Linked DNA regions of Sus scrofa: regions 1, 2, 4 and 5 are each linked to region 3. The links are chromatin contacts, called in public Hi-C, HiChIP or PLAC-seq and promoter capture Hi-C maps. All regions are on one chromosome and are shown on one strand. Each heading gives the region's core, a stretch centred on a gene start, on an enhancer-like site or on the middle of the called end of the contact. The rest is flanking DNA. Distances are from core to core; before and after follow the strand shown. Region 1 holds the start of PPP6C (protein phosphatase 6 catalytic subunit). Region 2 holds the start of SCAI (protein SCAI). Region 3 holds the start of GOLGA1 (golgin subfamily A member 1). Region 4 holds the start of GAPVD1 (GTPase-activating protein and VPS9 domain-containing protein 1). Region 5 holds the start of OLFML2A (olfactomedin like 2A).

Region 1 (2,700 bases), core at 64-2,563, 190 kb after region 3:
CCGACCAGTATCTATGAGGAAAAGAAAAAACCAGTAATATCTTCCTTAAGGGGAAAAAAAGTTAATGGACAATAATAAATTACGTTAAACCCAGAGCTTCAAGAATAAAAAGGACTCAAAAGTATCAACAGTTTGTGCATGCTCCACACATCAAATCAAGGTTAGCTTAACACATAAAACATGCGCTAGTACTAATGGCTCAAACACTGCTAGACGCTTGAGCACTGGTTTTAACAAACGCATTGCAACACCTGTCTAAAAAGCAGTATCCCAAAGACTTATCTCTCTTTATTCTTCCACTCATTTCTTTACCCAAACACACATTTATTGTTACCCGGACTCGGCAGTACAAGGAACGACTCATCTCCTTTGAAAAACCAAGAAAACGAAAAGAGCTAAGAAGGGACTTGGGGGAAACACCTTAAAGGACAGAAAAGTATATTTATCGAGAGCCCACTACTTTATGCACATAAATTAGCTCAACAGTGTACTCGAAAACAGGGTCATATTGTAATTAGCGAAAGAAGACCAACACTCCTAAAAAGCAACCGGGAGAAGTGAGCGGTCCGGAAGAGGGACGACTTGACGTCCTCTCGCATCACCATCAAACCGCTCGGACCCCCATCAGCCCTTTCCCACCCTCATTTCTCAGGGAAAGAAACACACTGGGGCCGCGTGCCGGCGGCCGGCGGCATCTCCTGTCAGACGCCGGCACCCCGCGTTCCCGTCCCGCTCCTGGAGGAATGAACCCAGGCCACTCCCCGCGGGGGCCCGGCTCGGACTCCGGAAGACCGGGGGTCGAGCTGAAGGAAAGGGGGTCTTGCAAGCAAAGCTGTTAGGGCTCGGTGCCCTGGGGCAGCCCCAAGGCCAGGAGCGGCAACTCTGGGGCAGAGGCCGTGACACATCCCTCGGGAACCCCGCGGAGGGAACCGGGACAGCATTCGGCAGACTCGGGCTCCCCTCCTCTCCCCGCGTGACGTCCAGTCGGACCGGGTCCCTCTGCACCGCTTTAGGCCTTCCACCGTGACGGGACAGGATCCCGCCGGGGGTCCCGCGGAGAGAGGAAGGGCGGGCCGGCGGGCGCCCCACTGCCGGAAGGGACAAGCCCCGAAAGCAGCGTTCCCGCCTCGGCCGGGCTCACCTTCAGGTCGTTCTCGGGCAGGTACTTGCATAGACGCGCTATCTCCACATACTTGTCCAAGTCCAGGGGCGCCATTTTAGAAATAACAAGCCCCGACAGCGGCGGCGATATCGGCGGCTTTACTAGCTGCGGCAGCGGCGGAGGCCGAAGCCGGAACCCTCCCTACGTCACATCCGGCCTGTGAGAGGCGTCTGCGCAGCGGCGTAAAGTTTGACCCGATTTTCCCCGCTGCCTTGGCACGCCCCACGCCCTCGCCGGCTAAAACCAGGTTGCGGGCCCTTAGAGGCCCCCAGTTTGCATAGAGCAAGACCGGCTGAGACCCTTAGTGGTCTGCCGCGGGGGTTGCTGGGATTTGTAGTTTTCCAAAGTACCAAACAGTCTTCTTTTTCTTTTCTTCCTCTGGACTTTCACCTCTGCGGAACCCAGCGAGGCTTTTCCGGTACAAAACAGCGAAGTAGGTGACTCTACCTAGCCATTCCCTAGTTTCTCACGCCGACCTTCTTAAGCATTCTCTCACCAGAATGTCTTCAGTTAAAAATTGGATAAGCCTGGCCATCGTAGCAACCTATTCGCACCTTTCCAAGGCCCTGTGAAAACCTTGGCTGAACCCTTGACAGATAGGTTACCAACTTTCCAGGCTGGAAAGAAAAGGACCAAATACTAAGCACTTCTTATGCTAATCGTTATACAAATGCTGTTTTTCCGTGTAATCCTCATAACAAGTGATAGGAAAGGAAGGCTCAGAGAGGTTATGTAACTCTTAATCTGATCTCAATAGGGAATAGTCGGGAAGCCAAGATTGGAATAGGTCTGGTTGGTTTAAGTCTACTTCAGTCCCACGAGAGCTGAGAGGTTTTTTGTTGTTGTTGTACTCTCAGCACCAAAAACAGAGCCTGGCACTTAGTATACTTTCAACATTTCTTCACTCAACAGCTTTTTTTCTTTTTCTTTTTCTTTTTCTTTTTTTTTAGGGCCTCACCTTTGGCATATGGAAGTTGCCAGGCTAGGGGTCAAATCAGAGCTGCAGCTGCCGGCCTACCTCACAGCCACTTGGGATCCCAGCCACATTTTCGACCTACACCAGGGCTCAGGGCAATGCCAGATCCTTAACCCACTGAGCGAGGCCAGGGATCAATTCTGCATCCTCATGGATACTAGTTGAGTTCCTTACCCTAGGCTGAGCCACACAGGAACTCCCACTCAACAGCTATTAATTGAACACTTAACTAAATGCCAAGTACAGTTATGCTTGGGGTATTCAGCAGGCAAAACAAAGATCCCTATCCTCTAACTGTAGCTATATTCTAGTAAAGGAGACAGTAAATAATAACTATAGTAAATAACCGTAGAGTATATTAGAAAGTGGTAGGTGCTGGGGAAAAAAAAAAAAAAAGCCGAGTAAGGGAGTTCTAGCAATGCATATTTAAGAATCAATAAAGAGGTGGATGAGGAGTTCCCATCATGGCTCAGTGGTTAACGAATCCAACTAGGAACATGATGTTGCAGGTTCAATCCCTGGCCTTGCTCAGTGGGTTAAAGATGCGGCATTGCCGTGAGCT
Region 2 (2,700 bases), core at 5-2,504, 160 kb after region 3:
GTACCTGGCACATAGCAGATGTTTAATAAACATGAGCTTTTTAATGAAAGCTGGTGGAGAAGCTGAAGTCATGGCTAAAGGGAAAAAAACACGAGGTCTTCTCAATTACCTACATCTCTTCCCCACATAGTCTTGGATACCAAAAAAAGTGTACAGGTAGTACTTTGAAGTCCTCAAAAGAGAGAGCTTGCAGAGAGTTATATTCATTAAGAAAGGAGCTAAATAAAAAACTTCATCTACTGACAGTGTATAATTATGCAGTATAGCATAGGTGCAGCGAAGCAAATGGAAAAACACAGAGCAAAATTAGGAAGGTATTTTGCCTTACCTGCTTTTCCGTTTTCGAGGTGGTTTCTCCACTGTGCCAGTCAGTCTACAGACCAAACAGAGAAGATGGTAACTAAAAGTAACATACCAGGACACATCTGCGGGCCCTACTGTGCCAGTCAAGAACTCAATGCACCACCCTCCAGAACTACAGGCTCGCTAAACCCATACCTGACTTGACAAATGCCTTATGCTCCGCTTCCCCTATTTACCGAGACCAAGCAATCCTGGGATACACTGTTCCCCTAACGTCTGTTTAGCCCAAACCCTGCTTTGCCTCCTGGTCTCTCACTCCATCCTCAGATCCTATTCGTCACAGCCCAGCTCCCCAAAACCATCCACCACCACCCACTCATTGTCTGCCTCATCACCCCCGCAAGCCCCTCGGGCTTCCCCTTTCCCGTGCCCACCCGCTCTCGACCATGCACTGCCCCTCCGAGCCCCGCCCCTCCAGGCCCCGCGCACCCCGCATTCCATGGCCCCTCCGCCGGCTGCGCGCGCCCTGCCCCTCCCGGCCCAGCGCCCCCAGTCTCACCCCTCGGCGCCCCTTCCCTTACACGCCCCTCTCATCCGGCCTAGAAGATGCGATCGCCGCCCAGTCGTTCCGCCGCCCCGAAGCTTCTCCCGAATTCCCCGCAGCCTGAACCCCCCGCCCCTCCAGTCTCGGCGCCCCGAACGCTTCACGGCGCGAGCTGCTGCCCCTGGGCCCGCTCCCGCGCCCCCACCGCATCCCCAACCCCGACCTCCTCCCAGCCCCGCCCCACCTAGGGGCCAGGCGACTCCGCGGCTGCTGGGGCTGCCGGGCTCCTCTGACCATCCGGCTCCTGCTCCGCCGCGGGAGCTGCTCCGGCGGCCGCAGGGCTCGCTCGGGTAGCTGAGGCGGCGGAGGCTGGAGTAGGCGGAGAGGCGGGAGGAGGGCCTCGCGCCTCTGCCAGGCTTGCGGCGGGGCCCGCCTCCTCCGCGCCTCTCCTCGGCTCCCACTGGCTAGAGCCGTAGTGTGGCCGAGAGCCTGGCGGCCGATTGGACGCTCGGGCTGTCACATCCCACCGCCTAGAGTTTGGTTGAGACTGCAGGTGGCGGCGGAGGTGCCTTAGAGACTGCTAGCAGGGCCGGGGAGACCTAAGCGCCACCGTGCGGCCTAAAGTAGAAACTGCATCTCCGGCGCCCAGACACCTGCGGGCAGGTTTTCCTGGCTCAGAGTCCTGCATCCCACACACCTGCTGGCACCCCCTCCACTGCAACCAGGCCAGGACCAACAGCCAAGCGCTGCAATTTCCCAAACGCCTCTGGCAGGTGTGACAATGAGGTGAGTCTCCAAAATGAGCTTCATTTTGAACCATCTCGTATCCAGTTCCTGACTACATCATGGTGAAATGGTCAGAGCTCAGATACCATACCCTTCCTAGAGGATCCAGAAAGAAAACTTAAAAATCTATCAAAATGAAGCGTGGGTTAAATGCTCAATTCTCTGTATAAGAGATAACAAGCATGGGTGCAGGCGTCCAAAAAAGCAAGAGATTTTTTTTTTAATTACCAAGAAAGGAAAATCAACCCTTCAAACAGAATTGATGCAGTTAGCAATAACAATGTGTACCGTTTTCAGAGGCCGAAATAGAATGTGTTGCTAACTGTCCAATGATACTGCAGATTGTGACTTCTACTCCAGCTAATCAATTTTTTAAAATTCCCTTGCATTTTTAGTGTTGACAGACCTAAGCCTGCAAGACTACCAGCACATAAACATAATACATCAGTTAGCTTTTTTCTACTTTAACAAGGCCACCCTTGAAAATAAGACATAACTGATTAACATATGTACAAAATTCTTCCTCTAAAGTGGAATCTCCTTCAGCCTTTCTGCATTCCCCTGGGATTTTTGTTCTGTAGATCTTTGGTATCTTTTTGGAGCTGGAAGGAGGCATAAAACTTTCTTTTAAGCTCATGTTTTATTAGAACACACTTTTACACGTCAAAAATGTGACGTCTTCGAGTTGTACACACCAAAAAGTTGGGGACAAGTCTCTTACTGATCTTCACAAATGGCAAAAATGAGACTGCTTTTCATAAAGCCAAATTTATTTGGTATAAAGGGATGTCCTCTGCGATGGCTCTTTTTACATCTTTTGATGTTAAAACTGACCTTCCTTCTATGAAATAGTAAACTATAATAGGACTTCTAAAATGGCTTTGACGGGGGAAAAAAAAGGTTGAACATCTGTTGGCTCCCCAATATTTTACATAATCCTAAAATTACAGAACCACAAATAGCCTCAATCCCAACCAACAATATCCACCCTTATTATCACCAAGCTAGAAAAGGGAAAGAACCCCCAAATAGTTTGTCAAAGAAGACTGGGGGAGGTGGGGTAGGAA
Region 3 (2,700 bases), core at 198-2,697:
TAATACAACGAAAAGGTGTAAAGTTCTAAAGTTCGAAGATGGTTTCCAATCAGCCGTTCACCAGAAAAAATTGACAACTTTTTTTCTAAAAAAACAAAACAAAACAAGCAAGCCACACAACTATACTGTACAGGTATCAGATAGCCTTAAATGTTTCCTGGAAGTGCTGTGTGGTTCTCTTTTAAGGGTGATTCAAATTACCTCGAGTAGGTTTCTTTTCTTCAGAATGTTTTACATAATATTCACCATGAGGTTCAAACATCTTTCCCTCCTAACGTGTATGCTACATTAACATTCTGGCTCCAACCTTAACTTTTGATATTTTGTGGAGGATACCTAAGCACTGCTCTAAAATCTACCAATGACTTCTTACCACTTCAGAGCATCCATTTAAGTCTTTACGAGTCTTCAAAAACTTTTACCTTCAATACTGAAAACCAGCTACTCACCTGGCTTATCTACTAGACTTAAAACAGCTTGGAGGTCAAAGCTCTCTGTCCTGCATGAAAACAAAAATAAACCGCATTGGATATTTCCTCAAGTGTAAGGCCAAAATGTTGAGGAGGGGTCAGGCGAGGGTAGAGGAAGAGGAAGGAGGAAGGATTTAGGTGAGGGGGAGAGAAAAAGCTGCCACTGTCGCAATCCTCAGTGGTCTCCTCTCCCTCTCCCTGGTCTTTGCATTTGTGATTTGCCTAAAAGCTTCATTGACAGGCCAAAGAACTGAAACTCACTGTAGTAAGTGGCGAAATTCACTTCGCCTCGGGAGCCCTGAGCAAAACAATCCGAATGAGATTAAGGTTACCCATGGCCAGTAATAAATTCTCAATAGATCCTGACTGTCGTTACCTGGCTAGACCCAAAGCCTTGACTCGAACTAAGAAAGTCGCCAAGAAAAGAGACGGCTAAGTTGGGTAAGAGACAGCTGTCTAAGACCCAAAGGCCAGCCATCTGCCACGGTAGTTTCCACTCACTCACTCAGGCTCCTTCCAGACCCGCCTGTACGTGGACTGTCAAAGAAGGGAGGGACCCAAAGTCTCTCCAATTTGACAGCAGGGAAACTCAGAATCACGGAAGAGTGATTTGCCCGAGGTCGCGCAGGCGGGAATTCCGGACCCCTAGGCTCCAAATTCCCAGGCCGGGGAGCCCGCTTCGGCCCCTACCCTCGCCCTTTCGGCACCCCAGTACTGCCCCCGGCTTGGGTCAGGAGTAACCCAGTCAGGGCCGCTCTGGGGGCGCACGGAAGCAAGCAGGAGAATGAGGGGCCTGCTTGCATCTCCTGCCCCCGCCCGCGCACCTGCCGCTCTCTGGGCAGCCGGCAGAGCCCCGCCTCCGGGCCCTCTAGTGAACGCCGGCCCCCGTCACCAGCCCCCACGACCGGCCGGCGAGCACGGCAGCGACCCGGAACCTCACTTCCACCCGCGCGCCGGAAGTGGCTGCGCGCGGGGCAGGCCCACCGCGCGCAGCCCTCCCACCGCGCGCATGCGCCTGAGCGCAGCCTTCGCGGCAGCTGCTTGAGCTTCGGGGTGGCAGTTTGCCCCGAGCCGCTTGAGGGCGCGGGACCCGGCGCTCCCTCAGGCAGGTTCGCCACGTCAGCTAGCTGCCTGACCGCGTAGGAGGACTGAGCGGCCGAAGTGTTTCCTTTTTTTTCTTGTCCCTCGAAAGGGGGCGATGCGGAGCCGGGGAAGTGGGAGGAGCCTGTTGCCAAAGAGAAAGAAGGCAGTTGTTGAGGGGGGGGCAGCCTGTGCTGAACCGCATGGAGACCCACCGGCCGTGGTGATGCTGGGCCAGCACAGAATTTTTATTCCTCTCCCTGCATCCCAATCCCTCTGCACCCTACACAGTCACCTCGCCACTTGCAAGAAGCTGTGACTCCATAAAGTACTACTGAGAACTCGCGCCATGTAACCGGTGTTTTGTGCCTGTGACGTACTGTAGTTTATACATTTTGCTTTTAATTCTTAAAATTTTTTGGCACGTGCAGGTTCTTGGGCCAGGGATCGAACCCACACCACAGCAGTGACAGCGCTGGGTCCTTAACCCGCTGGGCGCCACAAGAGAACTCTCAGGTTATACATTTTATACTGCAATCCAGGACATATAACGTATCAGTGAAAGAAGTTTGGAGAATCATACCCTTATTACATAGTGCACGGTGAGACATCGCATTTCTTTAGAAAAACACGCAGGCGGTAGCCCATCACATTCATTTCTCAGTCCACTAATGGGCCTCCAACTTTTGACAGATGAAGAAAATGCAGGGAGGTAAAACTGCCTTGTATCACGGTACAAATTGGTAGCCTACGTCGAGTCTCCGGAATGCTCGGTGCCAACCAAGCCGGCCATTCCACGTTGAAGTTGCATGTGTTATTGCCCAAATCCAACACCACCAGCCTGAGGGCTAGGAACTTCCACCCGATCCCCCGAAACAATCCCTCACCCCGCCTGTGCCAGTTATGACCACCAGGAGGAGGGCAGGGAAAAAGACCGTAACTAGGACCCAGAAGAAATTTACAAACTAAAAGACGCGCATGGAATCCACAACCCCAAGACTGAAGTATCCAAGGTATTATCTGAAAGAAGTAAGCCCCATCAGTTTAATATTTATATTGTCAACAATTCTGAAGAAGTACAAAAACTTTAAGCAAATAATGTTTATTTTTATATTGATGATACACTTAATATATACGGGAATTCAAGATA
Region 4 (2,721 bases), core at 5-2,504, 240 kb after region 3:
GTTCTTTTTTTTTTTTTTTTCTTCTTTTTATGGTCACACTTGCAAAATATGGAAGTTCCTGTGCTAGGAGTCAAATTGGAGCTGCAGCACCAGCACACAACAGCCACAGCAATGCCAAATCCAAGCTGCATCTGCGACCTGTACTGCAGCTGGCAGCAATGCCAGATCCTTAAACCACCAAGCAAGCCCAGGGATTAAACCTGCATCCTCATAGACACTATCTGGGCTTCTTAACCTGCTGAACCATTTTATTACCATTCTCGTGGTAATAAAATGAGGTGATAAATCTGATGCAGATTTTGACAAGTTTTAAAGGTAATACATCAAGGAGGATGACTAAATGGAAAGCAGTCTGGGAGCTGAATCACATTTGAAATTGTTGGAAAACTGCTTGGAGATGCCTAGCGTTGGCGGATATAATCTTTGTGTTCAATTTTTGTACGGGCTGTCAAGTGGAAAATGTTCTATATTGCTCCAGGCAGCATAACCACTAGCAGTGGAAGGAAGTAAAAGGGAAGTAGATTTTGGTTCAGCAGGAGGCAGAACTTACTAACATTTAAAGCTCTCCAACGATGGAGCAGGCTGCCTTACTTAAGGAAGTGAGCTCCTTGAAATCTGACCTGTTGAAATGTAAGTTGGATGACCATCTGTCTTGGAATGTACAAAACGGAATTCCTGCCCCGGCGGGTGTTGGACTAATGACCTTCAAATGTCTTCCAACTGTAAGGTTTCTATGACTGCTCAGCTCAGTTAACTTGATATTTGAATATCTCTGAATTGCTTTTTGCAAACAATTTTGTTTTAGATAAATTGTCAATCGACCTAAAAAAACTCTATGGGCAAGATTACAATCAGTAAAATTTGAGAAAAGGAGTGGGAAATCAGGTTTAAAAGTGAAAATTCAGATATCGCTAAAGGCAATTCATGACCCTTTTAACAGAAAGGAAAAGGAGGGGTGTGTGTGTGTGTTTCGAATGATGCGTTCTAGGCAAGTGACAGCTGTTATTTAAAACATAAATGCTCTAAATTGTTTTACTTTATACATACTTGCTCAGACGAATTTTTCACATCCAGCAGAACCGTATGCGGAAGCAAGGTCCGTCGTGTGACGAACAATTTTCCGGAAGCCGTCGCTTGGTACCCCAGCCGACCGAGACAGCGCCAGCTCGCAGCCGACTGTCTGGAAAAAGCGGAAGAGGCACCCCTGGCTGCCGGGTCCCGAACTACCAGTCCCAGGGGTCCCCGCGGCGCAGCGCACGCGCCTTGGCGTGGCGGCAGCGCCGCCGCAGGACGCAGGGAAGCCAAGTGGCGGCGGCGGCAGCGGCGGTGGCAGTTCGCGGCGAGGGCGACGGTTCCGAGGCCGAGTGGCAGGACGGCGCAGACCTCGGTGCCTTTCTCTGCACGATCTTCTGGGTGAGTGCACGCCTCCGATCACCCCGTGCGGAGTGCGAGCTCCTTGCCTGGCGGCCGTGCTGCTCCGGCCTAGGGCCGCAGTCTGCGCCTGACGGCGGGCCGCCGGGTCCCGCTGACCCTTGGGCCCTGGGCCCTTCCCTCCAGTGTCGGGAGAATGGGGGTGGGGGGACACGGGTAGGTCTAGGGGAGAGATGTGGCGGCGCGCGGGGCCGGGACAGCCTGGGGCGGAGGAGAGGGAGGGGCGCGTGGGGGATGGGATGGTAAGGGACAGGAGGACCGCCGGGCGGCTCCGTGTGAGGGCCAGAGGCGAGCGACCTGGCAGCTAGAGAACTGAGTATGGGAGGCGGGGAGGAGGTGGAATGTCTCCTGAGTGCCGCTGGTGAAGACGGCTTGCTTCGGAGACTCTTGACAGGCTGGACTCAGGGGACGAGTCGTGGGGGGCTGTCCACCTACGGTAAACATACACTCCATACTTGGCATCTTTCCACTTCCTGTTGGAGGTCCGTAACGAGGAGCTGTTGGTTGCTCCCATCTCCTTTCCTTCCACTTCGCCTTTTACTGACTGACGAAATTTAAGTAGGGTGCTGGTTAGGCAAATCAGAGAAATAAGCAGGGTTGTGTGTATAAATCTGCACAAACGAGGAGGCATGGTGATATGTTCAGATGAGAGCTTGGTCAAAGGAGAAATCAATGTTTTGATGTTAAATTTTGTGACAGAAATCAGTTTGAGCAAGGCTTTGAACTAGAAATGATTTTCAACCTGAGATTCACCAATTGGTGGATAGAATTCAGAGGGTCCTTGAACTAGAATAGGGAATAAAATTACATCTTTATTTTTATTATTTAGCTATTGTCATTTCCTTCAGTTAGGAATATAGGCAACAAATCACAGTAGTTGTAGTAATGCCTGTGACTTTCTTGCAGATATTTTTGTGTCATGTTTACAGCTGCAGGTATCTCAGAATATCATATATGTTTATAATTTCTCTGAATTATGGTATTTTTAGACCCATTGTTAGTTCTTGTTATTTAATGAGATAATAAAGCTGCGCATACATCACAGTATTTGGGTTTTTCATTGTTTTGCTAATAGTTCAGTATAATTAATTTCTTTTGTAGTTGCATTTACTTAATTTTGCATTTAAAAGCAATCTGAAAAGGGGTCCATTGGCCTCACCAGATTGCCAAAGAGATCCATGGCAGAAAAAGATTAAGAACTCCTGAAGCAGAAATAAGTTTTGGGGATGTATAAGTCTGCTTGGAAGAATATTTGAATCATTAGGTAAGAAAAAAGTCAAGGCAAATAGG
Region 5 (2,700 bases), core at 16-2,515, 130 kb before region 3:
ATGGACAAAGCCTTGTAGCCTTATTTCGCTCCCACAAGGGAAGGCATGAATAGACACAAAGAAACACCAACACTATAGTTCATAAAGTGACCAGTTCTGTGAGGAAAATGAAGAGGGTGGGGGACCTTGTGAGGGGAAGTGCTGGAGGGGAGGGATGGGGTAGGAGTGGAAGGTGGCGACAATTGAGGATCACACGTGAGGGCTCCTTTTTGAGCGGCTGAACAGCCAAAACACACACAGGAGGAGCCTTCCTGGGCTCAGGGGAGGAGTAATCCATGGAGACTTTGTGGAGAGGGAAGAAGCGCGGGACCACCCCACCCCCGCCCCGCAATGGCATGCCTTGGTATCAGGACCTGCAAAAGTGGCCAAGGGGTCTGAAATGGATACAAGGGGGCAGGCATCGAGCGAGTTGGAGAAGGGGGTGTGCTAAAGAGCTGTCGATTCTGAGAGGGTAGAGGGATGCCGCTTTGATTTCAGTTACAGGAGGTCCCAGAGACTCCAACTAGGCATTTCCATAGTGAGACCGAAGGTCCCTGGAGCGAGGGGAGGGCAGGGAATTTGAGGAGCGGCAGCCACAGACCGCTCCTCCGGAAACTTTTGCTGCCTAGGAAGCGGAGAAACGAGGCGTTTCTTCAGGAGGATGCGGAGGGTGTTTAAAGGGTTGGAGCTACCGGAGTTTAGTTGGGGATTGATGGGAGGGATCTCAGAGGGAGGAAGAACGGGAACATGCAGGAGACAAGGGTCTGATCCGTGAGAAGGGTAGAGCTGGCACGGCCGCGGTATTTGGAGATTCAAAGTCTCGCCTACCCATCACTCATCTGAATTTTACAGCCAGCTCCAAAAGGAAACCATACTTTCCCCCGCTTTACAGATAAGGAAACTGAAGTTCAAAGAGATGAAGAGACTCGCCCAAGGTCCCACATCTCACAGACAGGACTGCGGTGGGTGTGGGGAGCCCGTGCTGCTCTTACTGCCCCCGCTGCTCCTGCGGGATCCGAACAAGAACCTTTTTTTGTGTCCTTGCGGGGATGCCCTTTGGAGAGCCGCCCAGTGGCAAAGAGGCCCGGCTAAGAGCGAGCCGGGTCGGGCGGGGTGGGGTGCCCCCCTCCAACCTAGCTCCGCCCCCAGGGGCGCGGGGCGGGGAGCGGCGGGCGGACTGGGGGCGCGCCGGGCGGGTAGAGCTGCCGGCGGCACAGAGCTCGCAGTGCGGCCCGCGCTTCCCAGTGTCCGCGCCCGCTGTTCGTGCCCGCCGTGCCCGTCCCGCCATGACCGCGGCCGCCGTCCCGCTCCGGCCTGGACCGGGGCCACTGCCTCTGCTCTTGCTGCCTCTGCTGCTGCTGCGCGCCGGCCCGGTGCGCGCCGACAGTAAGGTAGGCGCTTCGCTCCGACTCCGGCGCCGCTCCGCGGAGAACTGGGCGCGAGGGGGCGCTGTGGCTGGGGGTACGAGCCAAGCACTGTGTCGGGGCCGGGAACAGAGGACCCGGAGAGCGGAGATGGGACTTAGAAGAGGCCGCAGGGAGGCCGCAGGGGCTAGGGCTTCTGGAGAGGAGCGCGTGGGGGAGGAAGCGCTGGAGATGGCAGGGGTCCTTGGGAACCGGAGCCTCAGGAAGGGGCGCTGGGACCCAGTCCATGCGGGGAACGTCAGCACTGAAACCCCAGGCCAGTGAGAAGGGCGCTGGGAGCTTGGAGGGGGCACAGACCTGGAGATGCACCCCCCCCCCCAGACTAGGGAGGGAATTCCTAGGAGCGTTGGGCAGGGGCAGCCTGGAGACCTGGCTCCGAGTTTCCAGAGGCCGCGCACCTACGTGGGACAGACCCTGGGTCACTGGCACCCAGCCATCCTAGGTTTGCAGCAGGCCCTGGGCCAAGGTTTTCAGGCCGTGCTGGGGACCCAGAGTTCTTTCCCAGTGACCCCTGCTGGGTTGGCCTCTCTCCTGACTTCTTGTGTTCCTGCCAGGGATCTGATGCACCTTGTCTCCAGAAGCGACTGAGCTGTTCTCAGCTCTCAGTTGTGGCTAAAAAGATCTGCTCTGGTGTCAAGCAGATTTGGGTTCAAATCTCACCTTCACCTCTCCGCTGGGTGACCTTGGGCCTTTACCTCTCTGAGCTTCCAATTTCCCCACCTATAAATATGGGAGTAATAACATAGTTCTCACTCCCTGCTGTTGACGATTCCTAGATTAGTGAGATCAGGCCTGGAAAATCCTTAGCGCCCCTCTGGCACATAGCAGGTGCCCACTAAATGATACTGTAATTTTGAAATCTTACCACAGAGACCCCAAAAGGGAATGAGATCCAGAAAGTAGAGAGGGGAAGAACTTAGGTCAGTCAGAACAGGGACCCCTTAAGGATGTTCTGGAAGTGACGCAGTGAGGAGTGGGTCACGACTGGGGAAAAGTGAGAGACAGGAGGAAGGTAGGGCCCTGCTGGTAGAACATGAGAACAAGAATGACTTCTCTGGATGTTTCTAAACCTCTTTCCTGGGTACAAGGTGAGGCTGCCCTGTGCACAGGCAGGTAAAGGGCAGAGGCCACTAGCCGCATGGTAGGTATATGAGCAGTGGTCACTGGCAGACCTGGTATGCAAACAAGTGAACTGTAGACCTTACCCTGTGTTTCACAGACAAGGAGGCAATGATGATCATTCCCATTTTACAGACAGAGAAATTAGGGTCTATAGAAAGACAGCTGGGAGTTCCCG

What was found. Promoter capture Hi-C pulls out the DNA fragments that hold promoters and counts their contacts. A called contact is a pair of places that touch in the nucleus more often than the background predicts. HiChIP or PLAC-seq counts read pairs in DNA pulled down with a chosen protein or histone mark.
Region 1: a promoter capture Hi-C map of fetal liver shows a contact between it and region 3, with 2.3 times the contacts expected there. The contact joins the promoter of PPP6C here to the promoter of GOLGA1 in region 3. A contact is called at or near these places in 2 of 5 promoter capture datasets (fetal liver and liver) and 1 of 2 datasets of contacts at active chromatin or transcription factors (alveolar macrophages).
Region 2: a Hi-C map of embryonic fibroblasts shows a contact between it and region 3, with 4 times the contacts expected there. The contact joins the promoter of SCAI here to the promoter of GOLGA1 in region 3. A contact is called at or near these places in 3 of 5 promoter capture datasets (fetal liver, fetal skeletal muscle and liver), 9 of 47 Hi-C or Micro-C datasets (alveolar macrophages, embryonic fibroblasts, fetal heart ventricle and 5 more) and 1 of 2 datasets of contacts at active chromatin or transcription factors (alveolar macrophages).
Region 4: a contact with region 3 is called in an H3K27ac HiChIP or PLAC-seq map of skeletal muscle, with 4 times the contacts expected there. The contact joins the promoter of GAPVD1 here to the promoter of GOLGA1 in region 3. A contact is called at or near these places in 1 of 5 promoter capture datasets (liver) and 2 of 2 datasets of contacts at active chromatin or transcription factors (alveolar macrophages and skeletal muscle).
Region 5: a contact with region 3 is called in a Hi-C map of retroperitoneal adipose tissue, with 1.7 times the contacts expected there. The contact joins the promoter of OLFML2A here to the promoter of GOLGA1 in region 3. A contact is called at or near these places in 3 of 47 Hi-C or Micro-C datasets (heart right ventricle, liver and retroperitoneal adipose tissue) and 1 of 2 datasets of contacts at active chromatin or transcription factors (alveolar macrophages).

What each region holds. Positions count from the first base shown.
Region 1 is chr1:265,896,833-265,899,532 of Sscrofa11.1, forward strand. It overlaps PPP6C (protein phosphatase 6 catalytic subunit), which reads right to left and starts at 1,314. Exons shown (of 7, transcript NM_001244404.1): 1 at 1,142-1,314. The coding sequence starts at 1,216. It also overlaps a transcript of RABEPK not described here.
Region 2 is chr1:265,865,845-265,868,544 of Sscrofa11.1, forward strand. SCAI (protein SCAI) reads right to left here and starts at 1,255. Exons shown (of 18, transcript XM_021068616.1): 1 at 1,092-1,255; 2 at 329-373. The coding sequence starts at 1,144.
Region 3 is chr1:265,704,460-265,707,159 of Sscrofa11.1, forward strand. GOLGA1 (golgin subfamily A member 1) reads right to left here and starts at 1,448. Exons shown (of 23, transcript XM_005654558.3): 1 at 1,295-1,448; 2 at 450-499.
Region 4 is chr1:265,946,814-265,949,534 of Sscrofa11.1, forward strand. GAPVD1 (GTPase-activating protein and VPS9 domain-containing protein 1) reads left to right here and starts at 1,255. Exons shown (of 29, transcript XM_021068637.1): 1 at 1,255-1,413.
Region 5 is chr1:265,576,540-265,579,239 of Sscrofa11.1, forward strand. It overlaps OLFML2A (olfactomedin like 2A), which reads left to right and starts at 1,266. Exons shown (of 8, transcript NM_001258360.1): 1 at 1,266-1,370. The coding sequence starts at 1,266.